Regions from separate parts of the Anas platyrhynchos genome. Here region 2 is linked to region 1. Evidence: chromatin contacts called from public Hi-C data. All regions are on one chromosome and are shown on one strand. The core of a region is the stretch at or near the end of the contact, and the rest is flanking DNA. Distances in the headings are between cores, read along the strand shown. Region 1 overlaps TTBK2 (tau tubulin kinase 2). Region 2 holds the start of LOC140002593.

Region 1 (7,886 bases), core at 2,017-4,516:
CTTATCTGTATTATATATTAGAAATCCATCTGACATCCCCTACAGAAGTAAAGCATATTAATGGTAAGTCATGGTAAATTTCATGTGATGCTATATTTTTTCTGTAATAGCATCGATTTTTTTTTTCTTTACCACACACAAAAATGTCTACCACTAATCTCCTGGGGCTCAAAGAAACTGTGCTCTGCCTGCTGGTTGGTTTTATTAGCACTCCTGATGTATAACTGCTGCCAAAGCCATAATATTTAGAGAAATGAGTCTCCTTTGAATAGATACAAAGATAACTTGTACAGATACCACCAACCCTTAATAAAGCCTGATAGGCCCAGAAAAATTTATACTTCTCATACTGCATGGTTTGGTTCTTCAGATGCTTCTTAACATTGGACCACAGAACGGTTAGATCAGACTGGGGAGCAGAGTCAAAGTTACTTGATATCAGTGTGAAATGCCTAAGATGATATGATTTCAACAATAAAAATGCTTGGAAAGACTTTGCGCAAGTTGCATAGTGAAGTTAGTTATAGAATCATAGAATCAGGAATTGGAATGAATGATCTAAGATCATTTAGCCTTTTACCTAGTACCAACCAGTTCACCAGTAAACCATGCTACCAAGTTCTACGTCTACACGTTTCCTGGAGACCTCCAGGGGTGGTGACTCAACCACTTGCCTGGGCAGCCTATTGCAGTTCTGCACAACCCTTTCAGTAAAGAAATTTCTCCTAACATCCAACCTAAACCTCCCCTGGTGCCACTTAATGCCCTAAGTGTTTACAAAACTGTAACAACCTTAATTACAATCAAATGGTTTTGTTCTTTAGTAGTTTTGTCTAGGTAGTACCTTCCTGACAAACAATACAAATAATGAGCAAAGGGTTGCGTTTCACTTTTCTGCTGATTTTAATTATATTGCATCTGTTACTAAGAGCAAGCCTGGATCCAAGCGTGTAAGTTTGGGACCATACATCAAATGACATAAAATAAGTATTGCTAAAAGGGTTTAAAAGTAGATATTGAGATTACAGTAGTATAGAATAGTAGCTTTATTTAATTTCTGAATAGTTTACTCATTTCCAATGGCTTGCAACTGTAGGACATTGGCATTCATAGTTATCATGCTTATGAATATACCTCCCATATGCATTTCTAGTGACCTACTACATTATCACTTAGTAGAAGGTACAATGAATTATGTTCTTTGAGCTTATTCTGAGAACTTTAGAATTCTGATAGGTTTGTTAAATATGCGAACAATTAATTAATTTAATGTTACAAAACATGAATAAAATATTTTTACTGTTGTAAATACATTTTAAATTTTATTCTTCTTTTTACGGGAACAAGGCTTTATTGCTCACTAAGTAGTAGCAAGGATGTTTCTGTATGAGAAACTGAAGGTTCATATACTCACCCCAATTTTATTTTCTCCTGAAGGAAAGAAATCACTGGTCTTCAGTCCTTCCATTTGTAGATAAATGTTCTTCTTGAAATCATGTGTGTATGTGTATTTCCTGTAATTGATGATAACATTTCTTGCCTCTTTCAAACAGCATCAGCACCCCTAATAGGAACGTAAGGTTACAGTAGTTCAGGAAGGAAACCTGAACTCAAAAAAAAAAATAAAAAATAGAGGAAAACATGTAAGTTATTGGATTGGTGATTTTTTAAGCTTAAAAATTTACAGCAAATTGTGCTATCTTCTGTGAAAAAGCCTGGCTGTAAGAGAACTAATTTTCATGTTATCAGTCATAATAACAGATTCTATGTGCTATAACCAGATTACCCAGCACATACCAGTTTGATCTGGTTCAGTCATGTGCTCCTGCTCACATTTCTGTTGAATTACTCGTAGCATGCTATGCTGACTGTATGCTTTCATGTTGCAAAAGGACAGACAGTACTTGGTTTGCTGTAACATCTTCTGGAATGAAGTTCATTTGACAAAATAATTTGAACTGATCTAGACTGTTCAGGAATTTATATTGGGGCAGCACTTTGCATCATAGTGCTCTCTTTTTTTTCTTTCTTGATCTGGTTCTAAGAGCCAAGTGCTGGACCTGCTGTGTTGTTGAACCATGGCCTCATTAATGTACCATGTTTGGATTGAATTGCGATGACCTTTATATTGTGCATGTACAAAACTGTTTGCAGCATATATTTTGCAAGCAGATATTTTATCAAAGAAATAATAACAGTGTTAAAGTAATCCAATAGATACCAACTAATGCCATTTTCTTCAACTTCAGTTTAAATTAAACAGCTGTTTGCTCTGGTCACACTTGGTTGGCAACCTAATATAAAATATATATGCATGGTAATAGAAGTTGTTTGACTGTGAATCTACTTATTTTTTACTACTTGGTAATATTTTTGAAATTAGGATTTTATAGATTGAGGTGCTACTATGTTGTATCAATGAAACTGCTCTTAAACTTCCATTTATTTCATAGTTCTTAGCTGTATAATTTTCATGTACCTTCTACCCTCAGTTGCTGCTTATGAGATGCTGGAAATCCTTTTTTTTCCTCTTTTCTAAATGCTTGAGTGATGGACATAGTTCAAGATGAAGCAATTATTGATGGATGCTTCAGGCCTGTGTCAGTATGTCCTGCAAGTTCTGTCCCACGTTTGGGAAATTTCATCAGAACTGTTTAGTGCTAATCTTACTGATTAATCCTGTAAGCTATGGTTCTTAATATGTACTGCTATAGCCATAGCTGTACAGTCATATTTGTAAAGCATGCAGTGGGTACATATGCTAAAATTGTAGTCGTCACAGAAAACAACACTGCTGCATGGATGTGCTAAGCATTTTGCAAGGACCAGCCAACAATCAGCTAGCCTCTGTACACAGTGTCCTTGGAACAGACCGTGTGAGTTTATTAACTGTGCCCTAGATTCTGACTGAATGACAGGAGCTAGCAAGAGAGCAGATGATCTCTTCTGACGTTGGGTTTTTCAAAGTTGATGGAAAATCTGACAATTAGACTTAAGATGCCTCTTAAATTATCAGCTCCAACCTGAGAGAGAGTTTTCAGTGGAAACATCTAGGAAAATGCATGTATGCAGGACATAAACAAGAATTATTTAAAATACTGATTTTTGAACCTTATTTTTCCTCACCATGTTGTTCTCACAGCTCAGCTCATCTCACATGCTGCATTTCTCCACTCCAAGAATTTCAAGTCCCCTCCTCCGCACCATGAGCCCTATAGCCTATCTATCCATCCACTCGGACCCTCTGAAAGAGGCTGGTTTACCAAGGAGTCAATCAGCTGAGAGCCACTCCTCTTCCTCACGCTCAACTGGTCGTAGGCAGCTTCCTGTCATTCCCTGTGGCAACAAGTTTCCCCCTGTCATTCGCATCTCAAAAGCACAACTTCAGCAGGTGAATAAGCCTCATCTTCATAACAGTGACTGCATTGTAGCAGTCATCTGCAAAGTTTAATTTTTTTAGTTGCTCTGCACATTTCGGTAATATGCATAGGCTAATCATACTGCTGTACACAACATCTTACAAAATATTTTGAAAGATAAGGTCAAGTTAGGGAATCTCATTAAGCAATAGAGTCAGGAATATTTTTACGAGAATATATATCGTCCCATTTAGAGGAGGTAAAATTAGAGAGAAGAATATTTAAAGAGATGTTGTTTGGGTTATCATGATCTGGAGCACCGAACATTTCTGGGTGTTCTGGAAGATAGATTCACATCCTCAGAGGTATTTTCTCTTGGAAAAGTTAGGATTAATAAATACAGAAAACAAAGTTTTCTTTTGTTCAGAACTAAAAATAATTTTTAAAGGTGTTCCTATAATCAGTACTAGTTAGATTTTTAAATTGGGAACGCATATTAAAATTTGGAGTACTGTAAATGATTTTAATGTAAGAAAATAGGATTTACAGATAGTCACATTGCTACTTTGGCATCAAGAATTCATTAATTGTTTACAGTATACAAAGCAAAGGTGGGAATTAACAGGAGTAATGGCTAATGGAAATGTCACTAAAGAAAGTAAAGTTTTCATAGTTTTGTGTTCCCAGTTTATTTACACTATGAGAAAGATGAAAGCTTAGAATCAAATTGAAGTAAACCATAATTTGTGTATTAGCCGTAAAAATTTGCTAAGCAGTATCAGCTCACATTGACTGGTGAAGCAGTATGATTTAGCATCGATGCATAAGACCGTAACATATCATCATCATTTTACCATTAATATTTAATTTGGATTATATTTTATGTTGTCTTTTATTTCCAACCTATTTTTCAGTATAACTATTTATATGTGAAAGACATTTTTCTTCTATGAAGCATGCACAGGAGTATTGCTTTTTTAAAAGTTATCCATCAACATTAGATTCTTTCAAACTTCAATATGATCAGTGATGAGTAATAACAAGGTAAAAAAAGCAGTTAGTGTATTTATGCCAGCATTTGGTCTTCCTACCCAGAAAGCAGTATTTTTTTCCACAACAGATCTAGGCTGTTTTTTACCTAAATACAAAATCGTAGTAGTTCTGCCCTCAATTTATGGAAATGGACCAACACTAACTCACAAAGGTTCATTATTGTGAACCTGATGGGGATATGGGATGCCAGAATACCACATTCTTCATGATGACTGAAGTATTGACTAGGGAAAAGGACTTTGTAGAAATTAACTCATTAGAAATTAAGCTTCAGCATTTGTATTCTGGGATGCAAAATGACTTTTTTTTTTTTTTTCCTGTATATCTATGATCTAAATTTTTCAATCCAAATGTATTGCAGGTGACATTAGCAAGCTCCTCACAATTCTCAAAGTAGGTTTTCATACAGAGTTTTCTCTGGCTTCCTTAGTACTCAACAGATGAATACAGCTGCAATATTAATGGGGGCTGTGAAGTGATACACTCTTTTGTCATGTGAAAAAGAATAGATATTGTACCAGGTGCTGCTACTGAGCAGAGTGGAAAAGGGAAAGGGAGAAGATTATATACAATATTCAGAGCCTTCTCTTTCTTTTTACCTGGTAAGTCCCTGACTGCTGTGTTCCTTTTCAAGCTGTGATTTTTGACAGTCCGGACTCTACTGAGAATGTACCTTCCAGTGTTTCATTTGCTATGGAAACTACAAGCACATGAATCTTTAGTTGATTCCAACAATGAAGGCCTTGCATGCTTTTTGGCTCACTGAAGAACCGACATACTTTTATATGTCCTTCTATTTTCTACATCACAGTAATGTTAGGTACCTAGCAAGTATGAAAGATAAAGATGCATGTTAATGACATGAAGCACTTCTTCAATTAAATACTAAAAATAATTTGAATACTGTTATGTATTATCCTGTATAAATATTTGGTATTGAATATATTTTCCTGTATTTCCTACTGTTTTCCATTTAGTTCAACATTGATAATTAATGAATTGCAGAGGTCAGGGATATTTACTGTTGAATTTCTCTTCATGTGCTAAAAAGTAAATGATAACATTTGTTCCTGAAATCAGGCAAGGGAGTTTTCTTTCCTGATTGTTAATGAGTGAGGCTTCAGGAGCTGTAGCCCAGCCTTCTTTAGTTTGACATTATGTAGGAGAGATCATGAAATTTCTGTATATTCTTCACTCACTAGTGCATTGAAGGTTATAGGATGTAGGTCTACTTTAATTTCTTCTATAAACATAACTCCTCTCTTGCCATACATATATGATGTAAGAGAATTGGAGTGGTTTGTTTCACCTCTCCTTAGTTATTCAATTTGCAGCATTAGAGCCAACAAAAGACAGAATGAATTCTTTGACAGTACTTGAATCTGAAAAGTGGGGTCACAGTGCTATTAGCATCCTTTTCTTAAATAGAGTGGTCAAATTGTACAGCAAATCCTCCTGAAACATGACGGTTTTTTTTCTTTCTGTGAATTTTTCAGCCAGGTAACTTCTCTGAACTTTGCTCATCAGAGGAATGCATAGAGTGTTGAGTGAGATCCATGGAAAAGGTGATGTGAGTGCAGTAACAACGGGCCAGAGCTGTGTAGGAAAAGATTGCTTAGGTAGATGTTGTGCTAAATATATAACTGTTTCTTGAGAAACAATCAGAATTAGTGACCTTGGATTTCAGTCTCTTGGTTTCTCAGATCTAGTTCTCTAATAAGATATAAAAACTTTTTCTAGCTGTGGCAGCCATCTAGAATAAATCTAAATTGGCTGTCTGTTTCAGATTCAGCCCTGAAAAAAGTGGATTCCAGATTTGTAGGTCTTTTTTACATATCTTCAGTTTTTTAAATACGTGATGAGACATGTACAAAAGGGATTAGTTTTATTTTAATGATTTTGTAGTTGTTCCTTCTCAGGTAAAGCAGTTGGAATTGGTTAGCACTTTCACAAATACTTTCTCATAGGTCTTATTTTTTCCCAGTAATCTACCTTACTGCAACAGTTTAAAAACTATTTTATTGGTATATAGTTATGTTATTAGTTACAAAATGCTCTGAAATCTTTCCACAAGAGATGCTGTGGAAATACAAACCACCATGTACTTATTCATACCCAAGATGAGAAGTAATATGCTGATCTGACTTGGAAAAATTACTTTAATTTTTAAGCATCTCACTGGAATTCAGGTGCCTATGGAAGAATAAGGTAAGACTTGTTGACATGCTCAAGGGGTATTTAGAAAATAAATTTATACCCCTTGTAATAGTTATTCTTTTATGGATATTGTAGGCTTTTCAGTCAGGAGTGCATGTAAATGTAAAATTTTGCTGTTTTTCATGAACTGATTTTTGGCAGGTTATCACTAGTCTGCAATCGCAAGAGATAAATGTTTACGCTGATTTCCACATTTAATAATTGCTTTCTTACCCACAAAGAAACAAAAAATGCAAAATGCTCCTCTATTGTTAGCCTATTCTTTTAAAATTATTCTTAGTTTGTCAGTGTTATTAACTTGTCGCTGTCATGTGCATTAGGATTGAATTAGAACTCAACTAGCTAAAGCATTGGTTTAGCATTCTACCTGTCTAGAAATGTCAGTAATGGATATATTTGTCCAATTTAGATATATTACGTTATCAAATAGTTTTGTTCTAGAATGAAAAGAGGGAAAGGTTTTTCTCTGCTCAATGAGTCTGATTTTTAATGCTGCCATCATGGAAGTTGAGTGTGGTAAAGAGGGTTTGGGTTCCAGGAACTACAGAGATGTCATGCCCTACCCTATCCTGATGGAATCTGTATTGAGTTGGCATGTAGTTTAAGTATTTTCCCAGGAGCTTACTATTTGCTATGATGTTACAGCTGTTACACATCCTCAGTGAAAGCAGTTGTTTGATAACGCTTATGACCATATTCAAAGGCAATCTTAGATTCAGCTGTTTTCAGTTGTTACTGGTTGGTACTTGGAAGGGCAATCAACATATGATCTCTAGCGATAGTGTCGCTGTTTTCTTTGTCACTAAGTTTCTCTGGAGTATGTGGATTTTTAATACAAAAACACATATTAGGAATGTTAGGAAGCATTCAGGAATATTAGAAAGTGTTATTTCATAAGGAAAGAAAGGATTTCCCAAAGATGCCCATAAGCCCACAGGTTACTGATATTCTTTTAAGCAATTGGGTTTCAAACTGGTAATGATTTTTTTTTTGGAACGTTTTTCATCTACAAATTCTCCTCCTCATGCAAAGAAGTATTTATTTTTTTTCCTATTTATTGCTTTTGCCCAAGTTGCAGAGGCAATTGCTTGACATTTGGAAATCTAAATGCTACCTACAGTGCTTGGTAGGACCTTCTATCTGAAGGAGAGAAATTCTTTAGACATTCTTTTTTCACGTCTGTCTTCAGTGTTTTAGAATTAAAATTAAAAATTACAGAGAGTTAGGTTAGCTGTGCTTTCAGTGGAAGCTTTCCAA
Region 2 (7,886 bases), core at 1,726-4,225, 61 kb before region 1:
AAACGAGTGACATAACAGATTGCTAGAACTTGAAAGCTCGCTGATGACGAAGGGAAAGAGAATTTGGTCTTCTAAAGCTTGCAGCATGCATGCTGACTAACAGTACACTAAGAAGATGTGTGCTAATGATGTGATTTGCATGATGCTGGGCATGACAGTGTGGTTATATTAGACAGTGAATTAACATGCAGAGTTACAAACTGAAAAACTATGCCCTTTGGTTTAACAATGATAAATAGGTAAACAGACAAACCAGATAAACAAGCTTGTTAAGGCCTTTCCATTCTCTTTAATCAAATCAGAAAATTTTCCTGAAGAATTGTACACCTCAGGCAACACATCATTATTTGGGGAGCAATAAGGAAGAGGTGGATTCATATTTATGAGCTCCCAGTTACACCTAGCACAAAGGAGGTTTTGCTGGCATTATTTAAAACAAGAAGTGGTTAGGGAAGTCATCTACCTTCCACTGGAATTTAGGAAAGGCAGTGCTGTCAGGAGGGAACGTGAAAAAAATTATTTGTTTAGCACGTAAGAGGAGTGGGTATAAAGAACAGATCTATCCTTGACAGAGGTTCACCTTTGCAGTCACTTTAAGAGACAGGTTTGGAAGAGTATTTAGGTCCAGTAGAATATTTTTCATCAGAGAACTTGTAAATGTCTGTCAAAGGTAGGCAAAACTCCATTTTGCAACTGGGGAAAAGTTATGCTACTGAAGAAAATAAAAGCAACCCTCCTGACCCCATTCCTGAGTATGTAAGACCAGGGTTCCTTCATTTCCATTCATAAGATGAACACTCCTTCATGGTTTTAGCTTTCTTATTAAAATTTTTCTTACTTTAATTGTTAGGGGGAAAAAAAAAAGAGGAAGATGACATTTAAGTAGTTGAACATGAAGACATTTAAGTAGCTGAACATTAGTTCAGCTGCTGGGGAATGGATGGTAACATTAATACCTCCTGATGTTACTGATTTCAGCAGTAAATAGAAAGACTATACATATTAAGCATTAACTTAGTATCCAAAAGAGCTGGAAACTTTTTTCCTTGAAAGTTTAGATCCAGAGTGTTACATGCAAACACCTGGGGACTAAGAAAGGCATCAGTTGTGGCCATGATACCTGACGTGATACACTTGCAGATGTTGTCTTCAGAAAAGTAGCACGAATTTTAAGAAATGCAGTTTCTTCTTTTTCCAAGCCGGAGAAACGTTAGCTCTCTCTGACGGAAGAAGCCCCTTGGTGGAGCTGCCCCTGAGCAAGTGCCAGCAGTCAGGGCTGGCTCGGCAGCCCCAGGGCCGGGTCCCTGCTTTGTGCCGAGCTGCAGGCACCCGCATCCCGCTCCTCCTAACGCAGCTGCCCTGCCGGCCGGGCCCCCTGCAGCCGGTACGTGGCGGCGCGCACGTATCGGGGGCCGAGCACCTGGCCGCAGCCCCCCGAAGCACAGAGCCCTTCTCCTCAGAGCCCCAAGCTCCGGGCAGCGGGGCCGGCGAGGAGGCGGCTCCAGCTGCAGCCCCGCGGCCCGGCCGGGCCCCGCCGTCCCCTCAGCACCGCGCGGGGGCGGCTGCGGCGGGGCTCCGCGCCGCTCAACCAACCCCGGCCCCGCCGCCGCCGCCTCAAGCCCGTCCTCCTCCCTCCCCGTGATTGACCCCGCCGCCAGCCAATCCCCCCGCGGGGATCTCCGCCGCCGCCCAATCGGCGCCGCGGGAGGCTGGAAGGGGGCGGGCCCCGGCGGGCAGCGGGCTCGGTGGCGCGGCGGCCGAGGAAGGGCGGCGGAGGCGGCGGAGCGGGCGGGCTGCGAGCGGCGGCGCCGCGGGGATGGCGGCGGCGAGGGGGTTAACGCGGGGGGGGGCCGCGGGCCGCTCCGCAGCCCCCTGAGCGCCCCCGGCTCGGCGCCGAGCCCTCGGCCCTCCCCGCGGGCGGGCGGGCCGGCTCCGTCCCGGCCCCGCAGTCGCCATAGAGACCGCGCCGCACGCCATGGGGCGGAGGCTGGCCCGGGGGCCGCTGTAGCGCCGCCGTCCCCCCACCCCCGGCGCCTCGCAGCCCTTCCCCGGGGGCCGCCGGGCTCCTCAGGGAGCCGCCGGCACCGCCAGCACCGCCTGGCCTCGGCGCCGTTCCAGGTGAGGCTGCGGGCGGGTTGCGGCGCTTCACAGTCCCCCCCCCCCCCCCTTCCCCCTTATCCCCCCCTCGTCTCCCCTCAGCGCCGAGCCCCGGCACGCGCCCAACGGCCGCGCGCGGGCAGGGCCGGCCGCCTGTCCGTCTGTCCGCCCGCCCGGCCGCCTGTCCGTCTGTCAGGCCGCCGGCGGCATCGCTAGGCGAGGCCGGCTGCGCCCGGCTAGGCCGCGGGGGGGGGGTCCTCGGCCCCGGGGGGGGGGGGAAGCGGCCGGGCTGCGCTTCCAGCCGCACGGCGACACCGCGGCTGCCCCCGCGTCCTTGCGCTCCTCGGCGGCGGGAGGACAAAGGTTGGAGAGGGGCCGGGGAGCCCCCGGGGAGCCGCGGCGGGGCTGGGTGCGGGCAGGGGGGAGCCGCGGGTGTCGGGGACGCGGGTGTGCGGCCCCGCTGGGGGCGCAGCAAAAGCCCCGGCCCTCCGCATCCCGGCAGGGGTTGGTAATTCCCGTCACAGGGGCCGGAGGAGCCGGGTTATGAAATGGCTCGCGGTGGCCGTCCTCGGCTGCGCGTGCAGAACCAGTTGAATCGGAGACGAATCCTTCACAACTAGGAAGGGGCATCGGTGGGGAGGCTGAGCGCCCTGAAACTGGGCGTGCTCTGGGTTGGGTGAAATCGCCACAGCCTTGAAGTGGCCGATCGGTTTCCACAGTGTGGTTGTGGAAAAAGCAGCTCGAATTTTATTTGTTCTGCATAGTTAATGCCCTGCCTCTCCTCAACGCACGCTATGCTTGTATAGATTGTTAGCTGCCTTTTAGCTGCTGCTTCTGAGAAAACCAAAGGTTGGAGCTTACTTTGCTACTCCATTCATTCTGGGTTTTTTGAGGGTGGCCCTTACAACATGAACTCTTGGAACAAGTGTGCCTAACGGTGTTATTCTGTGCTAATTTGCAAAGAAAGCTCTCCCACCGATGATTCCTTTGTCTTACAATGTAAATCACACATAAAAAAGTATTGGAACTTTATTAACTTTATAAACAAGAAGTATGTTTGTATCTTTTTACAAGCCAAACAAATACAAATATAAGAAGGTCTGACTGCAGCATGCATGTATTCATTGGTGAAAAGTTACTTTGGAAACAATGCATTAAGGCAGTTCTAAAAAAAGCAAAGATGGAATCAGTTACCTCTGACAGTATCACGTCAGTACACTGAAACATCACTGTGCTCTTGAAATCCAGCATCTTTTAACACTTGTCATTTTAGGGGCTAGACTGAGAAGAGCAAATTGAGAGGATGAGGTAGCAAGATGTTTGTTATGTTTAGTATAGTCGTAGTATTATTTCTGCATGTTGCAGTTTGTCTTACCTCTAACATCACAAATTCCAGCAAGGTTTTTCCAGTGAGTGATTAAATCAAGTAAGGTTTCTGAGTGTGATAAAAGAGAGAGGTGAGTGAAGCTTTCACTGTTTGAAACTGATTTCTAAATTACCGGCTTCTACCAGTTCTTTATATATGTGTATATACTGTTAAACACTTACTTAGCATGTGAATTTGTGCTCTGTGGTATATTGATACACTACCATGCTTTCTGTTTTAGCTAAGCCTTGTTTAATTAGTGGGAATGAAGTGATACTCAGCAACAGGAGATGTATAGTTAACTGTATTTTTCTGTGTTTTGTGTTGTGTCTTTCTCCTGCTGTGTTAAACCACCACACAAAGCCTTTGTGTTTGGCTAGAGGGGAGGAGAGCAGCTGCCTCTTCAACGTAAGATAGCAGGATCCTCAGTGGTCTCACAGGGATGCGTCTGACATGGACCAGCCTCTGTGCTTCCTCCCCCTGCCTAACTCTTAAAGCACTCTCTTCCCATGGAGGAGAAACCTGAGCTTTGTTTGATTGATCTCAAGGATCAATTATTTCGCCGTGCATCTAGAAGGTCCATCTGACAGGCTAATTGTTCAAGTAGAGATGTGCAAGAATTAAAATGAGCCAAATTGTCTAAATGCAAGCTGTACCGTAAGGAATCCAAGAACTGCACATCAGGTTTTGTTTAAAAATTACTTAGCATCAACTTGATTTCTTGTCAGCGATGAAAGAAACTTGTTCAAATGCTTAATCTTTTATTTGTTTTCCTTTAATAGGCTCGTGTTTGGTCTACTTAAATGGGAATTAATATATTTAACTTGAAGAAGAGGAAATTATTTCAGGCAGTAGAGTACAAATAAGTGGGGCACTTTAATTTTCTGCTTTTCATACACTAACAGAGCGCTTTAATGCTTGTCCTGTATTCCATGTCAGATAGTGATGGAATAAAAGTTAACTTCCCTGCCTTCGTTGGGAAACACTAACTAGTAGAATAGTGTGGCTGGTAATAACCATATCTTGTGTGTTCCTTCAGAATTACTTTTTTGAAAATATCATCCAATCTTTTATTTAATCTTTACAACTTTATTATATTTATTAAAATTTTAGAATTGTAGTCTTTTTTCTTTCTTTCATTTTTTTTTTTTCCTTCAGTGCTAGCTGCTAAGTAGTGTACTCTGATGGGAATCAGGTACTTTTTTTTAAGCTGATTATGGAATTGAGATGCCTTTCTTGGCAGTTTCAATTTATAGTCTGTTTTCGTTGTTGGTGGTGGTGGATGTTTTCTCCTCTCTATTAGCTTATACTTCACTGATTTTGAAATCTAAGTAGCAGAAAATGCAAACAATAAAATTTGACCTTGTGACCCTTCACCTCTTTATCTAGTTGAATATCTTTTCTCCACTCTTTAGAAGTCCTGTAAGTCGTAACTTCCAAGAACTTACTCTTCAAAACTGTTTTTCAAATATTTTTCTCCATTAATTTAAAAACTTAAGGAGTTTTAAGAAGGGAAGGATGGAATGTGAGAGGAAGGCATACAAGGAGGGCAGAGTGGGAGACTGAAGGTGTCCTTGTGTCCTTAGCATTTTTAACAAAACCATATGTTGTTAAGACTTCAAAAATGTGTTCATCTTTATGTTCAGGCGCGTCTTTCTGTGCTTCTTGTACTGCATGGTTGATTCCATGGTTCTGTGATGGAAAACATTGCTCAAATGCTATTTCATGCTGTTGCTTTGTCTCTGAAGAGATTAATCAATTATCGAGAATTAGGTTATTTGCACTGATGAGGAATTCCATCCGGTAAGTCTTCCTCTCAGAGAAATGTGTGTACGTGCATTTCTTGTTAGCCTTGAGGCTGGTTACAGAGGAAGCTTTGGAGTTGCTGGAAGAGGCGAAGGCCGGCTGCTTCCTTGTGGGTGAAGTGCCCCAAGCTCGCTTATGGTCTTGGTGACAGCAGTCAGATTTTCCAGTACAAAACCGTCTCATATATAAAGAACGAGTAAAATATGTTGAACTCCCTTCAAGAGCTTGTAAAAGATGTGAAATCCTTTTAATACGAGGCCACTTGCTTATTTCTGGACATCATTAAGGGATTCATTAATTGGTGCAGAGAGAAGTTACTCTCTGGAGCTGAAATGGGGCAAAACCAGTGGTCGAAGTGGATGTCCTCCCAATCTGCGTGAACGGAGATAACATTAACACATTTTTGAAGCCCTTTTCTTGCAACTGGCATCACGCCATCACTGTGTCCTGTGTTAATGGGCTTGTTTCAGTGGACTGGTCCACAGCTGGAATTGGTTTTGCCTCATGGATTTTGCCTCTTCCCAGTGCTTGGGAACTGTCTCCAGTCAGCAGCCGCTTACTGGTTGTGAAAGAGGGCTTGCTTTCTGCTCTCTGTTGCTTCCCAAATAATTTTCAGATAAGGTTTGTTGCTTTTGTCAGCAGTCTCTCAGTATATTAATTTTTTGCAACATTTCTAGCGACAGATATTTGATACAGTGTTCTTCAGAAATGTAGTAAGAATTGGATTGCTTTGTTTGGTGGACAGCAGGATGTGTTTTGTTGCAGCTGTTAAGTTTACTGCTACAGTAATGCTTCAAATGCCGCTCTTGGCTAGCCGTGCTGCTTCTGAGCAAATTAAGCACGTCTGTTTAGCTTCAGTGTTGATTATTTAAAAAAGGGGGGGAGGGAGAATCTATAAATAGTGTGTGCTTCTTTTCAGCATCAAACTGGTGACTTTTTAGAACATTGGCATTGTTATTTTGTTTTAAACACAATATGTCCAGTTATCTACTGTCTTGAAATAGTTTATTTTCCTGTCTTCCCATTTGTCAGCATTCTGCATTAAATAGATCCAGAATGTGTGTTATCAAGTGATTAAAGCTGTATTAAAAGAGGAATGCCTGTGCTACTTACTGAGTTTCATTGAATGCTCAGCATTCGTATGTGACACTTTGACTTTCTGTTTCCAGTGGTCTAGAAAATCAAGGTATAATTCCCAAAGAGTCGGCCTAGGACAAACCGATGTGTGGTACTCCGGGAGCTGAAGGAGTAGAATAGATATTGGATCAGAATTCTTTTTCTGTATAAATTTGATCTGCTGTAAGGATTGTTGTGATGATCATGACGATTTGGGTGAAGTGATACTTCTACAATGTTGAGTAAGACAGTATTTCCATTGGGAACGCTGTTGAACAGTCCATCTGGATGGAGAAAAGTAAAGAAAGAATCCCAAGGCAGATCAGTGTGAAGAAAGTATTTATTGGTCTTGTGGGAGGTATGTGCTAACTAACCTAGTCATATTTTGTCTTGACTAGGCTAGGCAAGATCTTAGAAATTGATGCTGAAATTGAGGAGCAAGTTTAAGCCTCCCGCATTAAAGCAGATGTATACAGGAACGAAGCTCCATCATCGGCTGGTGTTTGTAATTTATTTATAACTGTATATACACATAAACATAGTTTTTGTGTGTTAGCTACTGCGGATGAAATTGCACGTTATTGCTGAACCAGTCTAACAGCTGGCTGCTGTTTAAAAGTGGAAGATGATGTCCTCTGCTGTGCCTTTTCTAGTGCCCATTGAAATCAGCTGTGTTGATTTAACTTAGAGACTTGACAGTGAATGATTTCAAGAAGGGGGTTGTTTATATTGCTATTTTGCTGATATAATTCTTACTGGGTCATGCTGTTACATGCAACCTCACTCTGAATGTCTAGCTGAGAGAAGTAGCCATAAGCAGATCCTCTCTGTTACAGTAGCTTGGGTACTTGGTTGGTGCATCTTTCTGCCTTTCGTAACCCAGGAAGAAGGCAAGAGAAGGAGGAATGTTTTACCTAAGAGACAGCATTCAAGTCATGCTCCACTCTCTTCCCTGTTGATTAGGAGAAGGAAGTTTGGGCTGGATGCCATGTTCTGTCTGGACACTTGCCCTTGTTGTTCATATTGTTCTTATGTATTTCATTAGTTTTGAGCCTGGGATGCCTTGGCCATTTGGCTGTGCTTCTGTAAGCACACTGTGCTCCAACCGCTGGACTCACCTTTGAGTCAATTTTTTCTTGACCTCCCTCTGCAGGACAGTTCCATCAGGGAGCAGCTGTACGTTGGCTGGCTGGTTGAGCTGGTAGGTAATACACCAATTCTCTTGTGAGGAACTGCATCGGCATGTTGTAACAGCTTCCTGAAACATTTGTTTTTCCTAAAGTGAAGGTTTGGACAGAATTGATTTACGGTCTGCATCAGGACCAGGGCCTGCCACACAAGTAGCCCTGTGGTAGATACTGCTCATATTCGATGCTGACAAATTGTAATATGCTCTCATGTTCCTTGCTCTGAAAGAGGTAAGACCTGGGGTCAGAGGAAGCTACTTTTGCTGTTATGTTGTCAGGTGTTACTGTTTTCATATCTACAAAATTAAACCCGC

What was found. A called contact is a pair of places that touch in the nucleus more often than the background predicts.
Region 2: a contact with region 1 is called in a Hi-C map of F5 follicle, with 2.1 times the contacts expected there. The contact joins the promoter of LOC140002593 here to the enhancer-like site in region 1. A contact is called at or near these places in 3 of 8 Hi-C or Micro-C datasets (F1 follicle, F5 follicle and liver).

The regions. Positions count from the first base shown.
Region 1 is chr5:34,832,906-34,840,791 of IASCAAS_PekinDuck_T2T, reverse strand. TTBK2 (tau tubulin kinase 2) reads left to right here. Exons shown (of 17, transcript XM_072038795.1): 14 at 3,143-3,391. Among named protein-coding and RNA genes, the nearest start is that of CDAN1, 27 kb to the right of the region's middle. Within about 2 kb of position 3,266, at least 4 of the 8 cell types and tissues checked have an H3K27ac peak or open chromatin away from gene starts, as enhancers often do. A contact at or near this core is called in F1 follicle and F5 follicle, where this site is marked.
Region 2 is chr5:34,894,075-34,901,960 of IASCAAS_PekinDuck_T2T, reverse strand. LOC140002593 reads right to left here and starts at 2,975. Exons shown (of 3, transcript XM_072038394.1): 1 at 2,959-2,975; 2 at 1,121-2,124. The coding sequence starts at 2,975. The coding sequence ends at 1,170. It overlaps TTBK2 (tau tubulin kinase 2), which reads left to right and starts at 1,771. Exons shown (of 17, transcript XM_072038795.1): 1 at 1,771-2,118.